Regions from separate parts of the Mus musculus genome. Here region 2 is linked to region 1. A link is a contact called in public HiChIP or PLAC-seq data. All regions are on one chromosome and are shown on one strand. The core of a region is the stretch at or near the end of the contact, and the rest is flanking DNA. Distances in the headings are between cores, read along the strand shown.

Region 1 (3,358 bases), core at 141-2,640:
GTCTTGTGTGTGCCAAGTGTGCATCTATGGCTGTACTAAACCTGTGCACATGCATTTTTTTCCCTTTCTATGTGTGACAGGCCATGAGTCTGCACTGGCCCCGCGGGGGCGGTGGCTCCTGCCCAGTCCTGCCTAGTAGAGCCTAGAGGCTAAGCCACTCTCTATGCAACTCTCACCCGGCCCAGCACTGAGTCCCACCATAGGAGCCCTAGAACCCCTGGCCACAGCCAACTGCCTATGCCCCTCCCCCGCTGATCAGGCCTCCCGGGGCAGGGGTGGGGGCGCCCCCTCAGTCCCCGCTCTGGCCCTTCGTGGGTCCCGCTTTGTCTGGCAAAGAAAGCGTGAGGCCGGCCGGGGGGAGGGGGTGTCTAGACGGCGAAGCCATTGTCCCGAGCGGGGGAGGGGAGCTCAGAGTGGAGGAAGAGGGGAGGGGGGCCCAGGCATGCTGGGGAGGGGCTGCGGCCACAGGGATGGGGGCCCAGAAGCTGGAGATGAGCACGTGGACCTCGCCCCTTCTCCTCCCGGCACAGAGACGGGGTCCCGAGACTACGGGATCCCGGCGGCCTGAAGAGGGATCGGGCGGCACGCGGGGGAGGGGGCGCGGGCTTCGCAAGGGCTCCAGCTCCTGCTTCTCGCGCTCCAGCGCCGGGTCTTGCAGCTCTCCAACATGAGACGTTTTCTCCGAGTTCAGAGCTCCGAGAACTCCGCGCCCCCTCCTTGTCCCCCCCCCCCCTTCACGGCCCGCCCGGGATAGGGGAGGCGCTTTTGTGCAAGGGGTCCTAGGCCTTGGGGGGTCCTTGAGCCCCCATCCTAACCTTCCCAGGACTCCAGGCAGAAGTAGGATGGGGTGAGCCTGAAACTTTTGGTACACCTCGCTTCCGAATTTCAGCCCCAGATTCCCACAACTCCAGCTCCTACTCTTGGACTCTTGATTCATTCAAGGGTCTCGATTCCTTGGGCCTCTAGGATCCTGCCTTCCCATCATGAATCTGTGCGAACCCCATGACTGATACACACCCCCAGCTGCTGCATCTCTGCCCCGGCTTTAATCCTGGGGGGGCAGGTCCTCTAAATTCCAAACTTAGGAGAATATATATATATATATATATACTTTTTTTTTTTTGCTTCCCCGCCCCTGCAACCCCAGTCCCACCCTCCGAGTCCCTGATCCCTCACCTGCAGCCCCCAGCCCCGCTAGCAGCAGCAGCAGGGGCAGCGCCCGCATGGGCGGTGGTGGCGGTGGCAAGGCCATCAGGCGACGACGGCGGCGGCGGCCCCGGGCCCCCAGCCCCATGGCGGCCGGCCACGACCCTCCCTCCTCCCTCCTCCCTCTTTCCCAGGGCTCCGGGCACGTCCCGGGCCAGCCTCCGCGCCGCCAACTTCGCCGAAGTGAGGCTGTCGGGCTGCCCCGCCCCCAGGCCTGGGCGGCTCGCCCCGCCCCGGGGCCGGCTCTGAGCGCCCCCGCCCCCTGCCCGGCCTCCTGGGGTCCGACCCTTCTACCCGCCAAGCCTGGGACTTGCAGACCTCGGTACACTCAGGTCTGCCACAAGAGATGCGGGCTTAACCTGCGTGACGTGACAGGTATCCAGCTCGTGAGCACATCCATCCTTATCCTCCAGCACACAACCAAAGCCAGGGCTCACACACACAGTCATGACACAAACGCAAACACCCCTGACTCCAAACCCTCTAAACCTGGGTGTAGAGAGGCCAATGAACAAAAGTAGCCGCACCCATGCAAACCATATAGAAGTTTCATGGGGACACTAAACATCAATCACCTCAAAACTCAGGCTCCAACTGCGCCACAAACCCGGGCGGGCAGCATTTACAATCTGGCCAGGGGTTTCGTGGATATGAGTCTCATGTACCTGTGTGCAGCTCTCCTACAATGTGAAGATCACAAAGGTCTACCGAAGAGGGAAAGGTGCTTGCTGCCAATCACAGACACCCGAGTTCAATTCCTGGGCCTCCCATGCTAAAATAAAAAAACCAACACATACATTGTCTTCTGACTGCCACATGTACCCCGTGATACACATGCACTCCTACACACACTGTGCTCGAATGCTTGCACGCACGCGCGCGCACACACACACACACACACACACACACACACGCTTATGTGCGCAAGAAATAAGATAAAATACTTTGTAAAAAAAATCCACACCAGCTCCTAGCACATCCCACACTCTACATGGTTTTACCATGAGGCCTATCATTTCGTTGCCATTCACTGAGTTTTACATCCAGGAGACCTGCAAAGGCTCTGAACACTCCCTCTGTGTGAAGTGAGAATGGAAGCTCTAGAGGTGCATTCAGGGGAAATCTCAGGAGTCGGGTGAAGGGTGCCGTTCTTGAACATCTCCATCACTAGGAGACCAAAGGACTGAAACAGAGGACCCATATAATCCTGGAAGGGCATACACAGACACTCCTGTAGTGGGAGGAGAGAACAACTTCCACAAGTTGTCCTCTGATCTCTACATTGTAGAGGGCCCATCTCCCCTCCCTGCCGCGCCCCCCCCCCCAACTGGCTACATAATAAATAAGTGTATTTTTGTTAATTGGGGAAGATGTCATGGTTCACACGGTCTCCAGAGGCAAAGGCAGATAGATCTGTGAATTCAAAGCCAGCCTGGTCTACCTAGCAAATTCCAGGACAGTCACGGATACACTTTTTAAAGATTTATTTGTGTGTGTGTGTTTCTCTGTGTGTGTGTGTGTGTGTGTGTGTGTGTGTGTGTGTGTGTGTGTGTGCACTAGTGTGAGTACCTGCATATGCAGAGACCAGGGAAGGCACTGCACCCCTCAAAGCTGGAGTTATGGTCATTTGTGGAATAGCCAGCTTGTTACATGAGACAACTGGAATCTGAAATCAGATCCTCCTGCTGCTGCTGCTGCTCTCTTAACAACTGAACAGTCTTTCAGGCCCACTTCGTTGTTGTCCTACTTTGGGGGCTTCTCCTTTTCAGGCAGAGTCTCGTGCAACCCAGACTGGCCTTGAACTTACTGAAACCAGAATGACCTAGAAGTCCCAGTCTTCCTGGCTTTGCCTCCCAGTGCTAGGATTAAGGGTATGAGCTTCCATGCCTGATTTTTGTGATGCTGGGGCCAGAACCTGGGGTTTCCAGTGTGTAAGGGAGACACTCTACCATGTAACCACATCTCCAGTCCTCACCCAAGTTTCTACTCAAAGTTTTATGGTTATTCCGAATAACATCCCTTATAGCTTCTTTGTGGACCGAAGACTGGATCCCAGATCTTCACCTCAGCCTTAGTTTGAGGTCAGTTGTTTGAAAGAGTGCCTCTTGGACCTGCAATGACCTGCGAGTTCTACAAGATTAACTTTATGCGT
Region 2 (3,430 bases), core at 570-3,069, 250 kb after region 1:
TGGTGGTTAAGGAGGTAGAACTGTCTGAGCACTGGGGAGCCATGGAAAGACTATAAACAGGATAGAGGCCTGGCCAGGTTAGCATTTGTGGTGGTTTAAATAAAAATATCTCCCATAGGCTCATAAGTTTGGCCCATTGGTCATTAGGGAGTGGTGCTATTGGGAGGGTATAGGAGGTGTGTCCTTGTTGGAGTGGGTGAAGAAGCCCACTGGGAGTGGGCTTTAGGGTTTCAGAAGCCCAAGCCAGGCACAGTGGCTCTCTCTTCTTGCTGCCTATGGATCAAGTTGTAGAACTCTCAGCTCCTCCACTACCATGTCTGTGTAGCATGCTTTCCACCACGCTAAAAATGGACTAAACCTCTGAACCTATAAACCAGCCCCAATGAAATGCTTTCCTTGATAAGAGTTGCTATGGTCATGCCTGTAATCACCTCATTTAAAAGTGCTGAGGCAGGAGGATCACTACAAGTTCAAGGCTAACCTGAACTACATAGTTCCCTGCCATCCTGGCTACAGAGTGGGATCTTGTCTCAGACAGACAAACAGACAGACACACAGACAGGTGAACAGACAAACGAGTAACCAAAGGTGGGGGAGGAGGATGGGTTTTCCCCTCTTTAAGAAAAGGAATGCAAGCCAGGAATACTGGCACACGCCTTTAATCCCAGCAGAGGCAGCTCATCTCTGAGTTTGAGTCCAGCCTGATCTATAGATCGAGTTCTGGGATAGCCAGAGCTGTAGTAAGACCTTGTCTTGAAGAACGAAAGAAGGAAAGAAAGAAAGAGAGAGAGAGAGAGAGAGAGAGAGAGAGAGAGAGAGAGAGAGAGAGAGGAAGGAAGGAAGGAAGGAAGGAAGGAAGGAAGGAAGGAAGGAAGGAAGGAAGGAAGGAAGAAGCAAACAAACAAGTAGAAGTTAGAAATGTTTGGTTATCAGGTCCACAGCAGAGTTATGGGTTGTTGGATAATTGCCAATGTTTATTGAACCACTTATCATGTGCCAGTGACGTATTTAACCTATTTAATCCTCACAAAGCATTATACGGTATATCTCATTAGCTTCCTGTTACAGATGAAGCATCTGAAATGGAACTGTCATGTTAGTTGCTTCAGGTTACCCAGCTAGGAAGTGGAGGAGGTGTGATGTGCATCTGAGAAGGTAGGTTGTTTTGTTTGTTGCAGGGGCTGCTTCTATATTGGAGGCTGGCCTCTAACTCATTATATAGTCCAGGCTGACCTTCCAACTCATGAGCCTCCTGCTTCAGCTCCTATGTTCTGGAAACAAGTGTTTGTACATCTAGAGCCTCAAGGTCATTTTAATCCTAGTGTCTGGAATTGGTGCTCTTTTGTGGGCAATGCATTCTGTAACTTGGCTCTTTTCTGTGTAAAATATCCTTTCTCTTCTACTTCTCAACCAATCCAAGCTCTCCTTCCTCCCATCCTGGTTCTGTGTATCTCTTCTCCAGGAAATTATCCTTAACTTTTGCCTCCAGGTCTCCAGGTCTTTCTGGCATCCCTTCCTTGATTCTATAGGACTTGAGTCATGTAAGGTGCCAGCATGGCAGTTTGCTAAGAGCTGGAACCTTGTCCCATTAGGGTTGAACAAAGCAAGTGCCCCCCCCCCCCAGGCCTCTATCCTCGGACTCACCTGCCCCTGGCTCTGGCCACAGCAGCAATCCAAGCACGATCCAGAGGGCACCCCAGGCCTTCATGGTGGGTCTCCAGTTCCAGGGCACAGACCCAGCAGAGAACCTCGGAGGCCCTAGGAGGATAGGAGCATGAGAATTAACCTGTCGCAGTCACCCCAGCGAGGTAAGGTTGTGTGGGAGTAGAGAGCCTAGGTCAAGGTTATCTGGTCTCAAAGTCCTGTCCCCGTCCAGAGTGACGTGATGGGTCAACAAGACAGGTCCCTGCCAAAAGAAGTCCGTAGACTGGGAAGTTCACACTCCAGAAATGTAAAATTATAATCAATTATTATTATTATTTTGCAGAATTGGGATTAAACCTAGGGAGTTAAGCAAGCTGGGCAAGCACTGTGCCTTTGAGCTGTGTCCCCAGCTTCCATTTATTTATTTATTTATTTATTTATTTATTTATTTATTTATTTATTACATTTTATCTTATTTTATTTGTTCTAAAATATTTTTAAAAAGACTTTAGTGAGTTAAAGTCCAGCCTGGTCTACAGCCCCCCCTTTTACATTTTATTTATTTTATCTTATTTTATGTATTCTAAAATATGTTTTAAAAGACTTTAATGAGTTTCAGGGCAGCCAAGGGCTATGTAGAGAGAACCTGTTTCAAGCAAACCAAAACAACAAACAAACAAACACCACCAACAAAAGACCTCCCCCAAACCAAAAACCAAAAACCATCCACTCCTGTGTTTAAACCAGGCAGTGGTGGCCCATGACTTCAATTCCAGCACTCAGGAGTCAGAGACAGGTGGATCTCTGAGTCTGAGGCCAACATGGTCTACAGAGAAAACCTTGTATCAAATAAAGTGTGTGTGTGTATGTGTGTCTGTACACACACACACACACACACACACACACAACTGAAAGTCTTTGATAGGCTATTTTTCTGCTGATGAAATGAGCCAATCCAAGCCAGATTTGAATATAATAAAGGCAGGTTGATTGGGAAGCTGTTTTAGGTGAGTTCACTGGTTCTAAGGACTAAGGCCAGGGAAGTCACCATGGGGGTGGGGTGGGGAGAAAATAGAGAAAGGGCAAAAACGAAAGTACAGAGGAGAGGAGAGGAGAGGAGAGAGAGAGAGAGAGAGAGGGAGAGGGAGAGGGAGAGGGAGAGGGAGAGAGGGAGAGAGGGAGAGAGGGAGAGAGGGAGAGAGGGAGAGAGGGAGAGAGGGAGAGAGGGAGAGAGGGAGAGAGGGAGAGAGGGAGAGAGGGAGAGAGGGAGAGAGGGAGAGAGGGAGAGAGGGAGAGAGGGAGAGAGGGAGAGAGGGAGAGAGGGAGAGAGGGAGAGAGGGAGAGAGGGAGAGAGGGAGAGGGAGAGAGGGAGAGAGGGAGAGAGGGAGAGAGGGAGAGAGAGAGAGAGAGAGAGAGAGAGAGAGAGAGAGAGAGAGAGAGAGCACAAAATGCAAAATGTTTGGATTATATGAGGAGCACCTGGGGGAAGGGCAGCTCTGCCTGGGCTGGAAAGTTCATGGTTTGGGGACAGGGTATACCAGGTAAGAGACCGAAGACCAGCTCTGCTTTGATATGTAAAATATACACTTCAGGCCCTTGTGTCCCCCCTCCCCAATAAACATGCCTTTAATATATTCTAATCTGGCTTGAATTGGCTCATTTCACCTACAAAGAAATAACCTATCAGTATTATTATTGTGTATACGTGTGTAGTGTGTGCTCATGGGCTATGTGTATGTACCACAGCATGCAAGGGAAGGTAAGAGGACGACTTTTGGAAGTCAGT

Evidence for each region. HiChIP or PLAC-seq counts read pairs in DNA pulled down with a chosen protein or histone mark.
Region 2: an H3K4me3 HiChIP or PLAC-seq map of embryonic stem cells shows a contact between it and region 1, with 21 read pairs. The contact joins the promoter of Pglyrp2 here to the promoter of Notch3 in region 1. A contact is called at or near these places in 11 of 39 promoter capture datasets (the HPC-7 cell line, HPC-7-derived erythroid cells, embryonic stem cells and 5 more), 2 of 115 datasets of contacts at active chromatin or transcription factors (both in embryonic stem cells) and 1 of 9 other capture datasets (liver).

What each region holds. Positions count from the first base shown.
Region 1 is chr17:32,165,500-32,168,857 of GRCm38.p6, forward strand. Notch3 (notch 3) reads right to left here and starts at 1,391. Exons shown (of 33, transcript NM_008716.3): 1 at 1,177-1,391. The coding sequence starts at 1,294.
Region 2 is chr17:32,419,156-32,422,585 of GRCm38.p6, forward strand. It overlaps Pglyrp2 (peptidoglycan recognition protein 2), which reads right to left and starts at 1,820. Exons shown (of 5, transcript NM_021319.5): 1 at 1,645-1,820. The coding sequence starts at 1,708.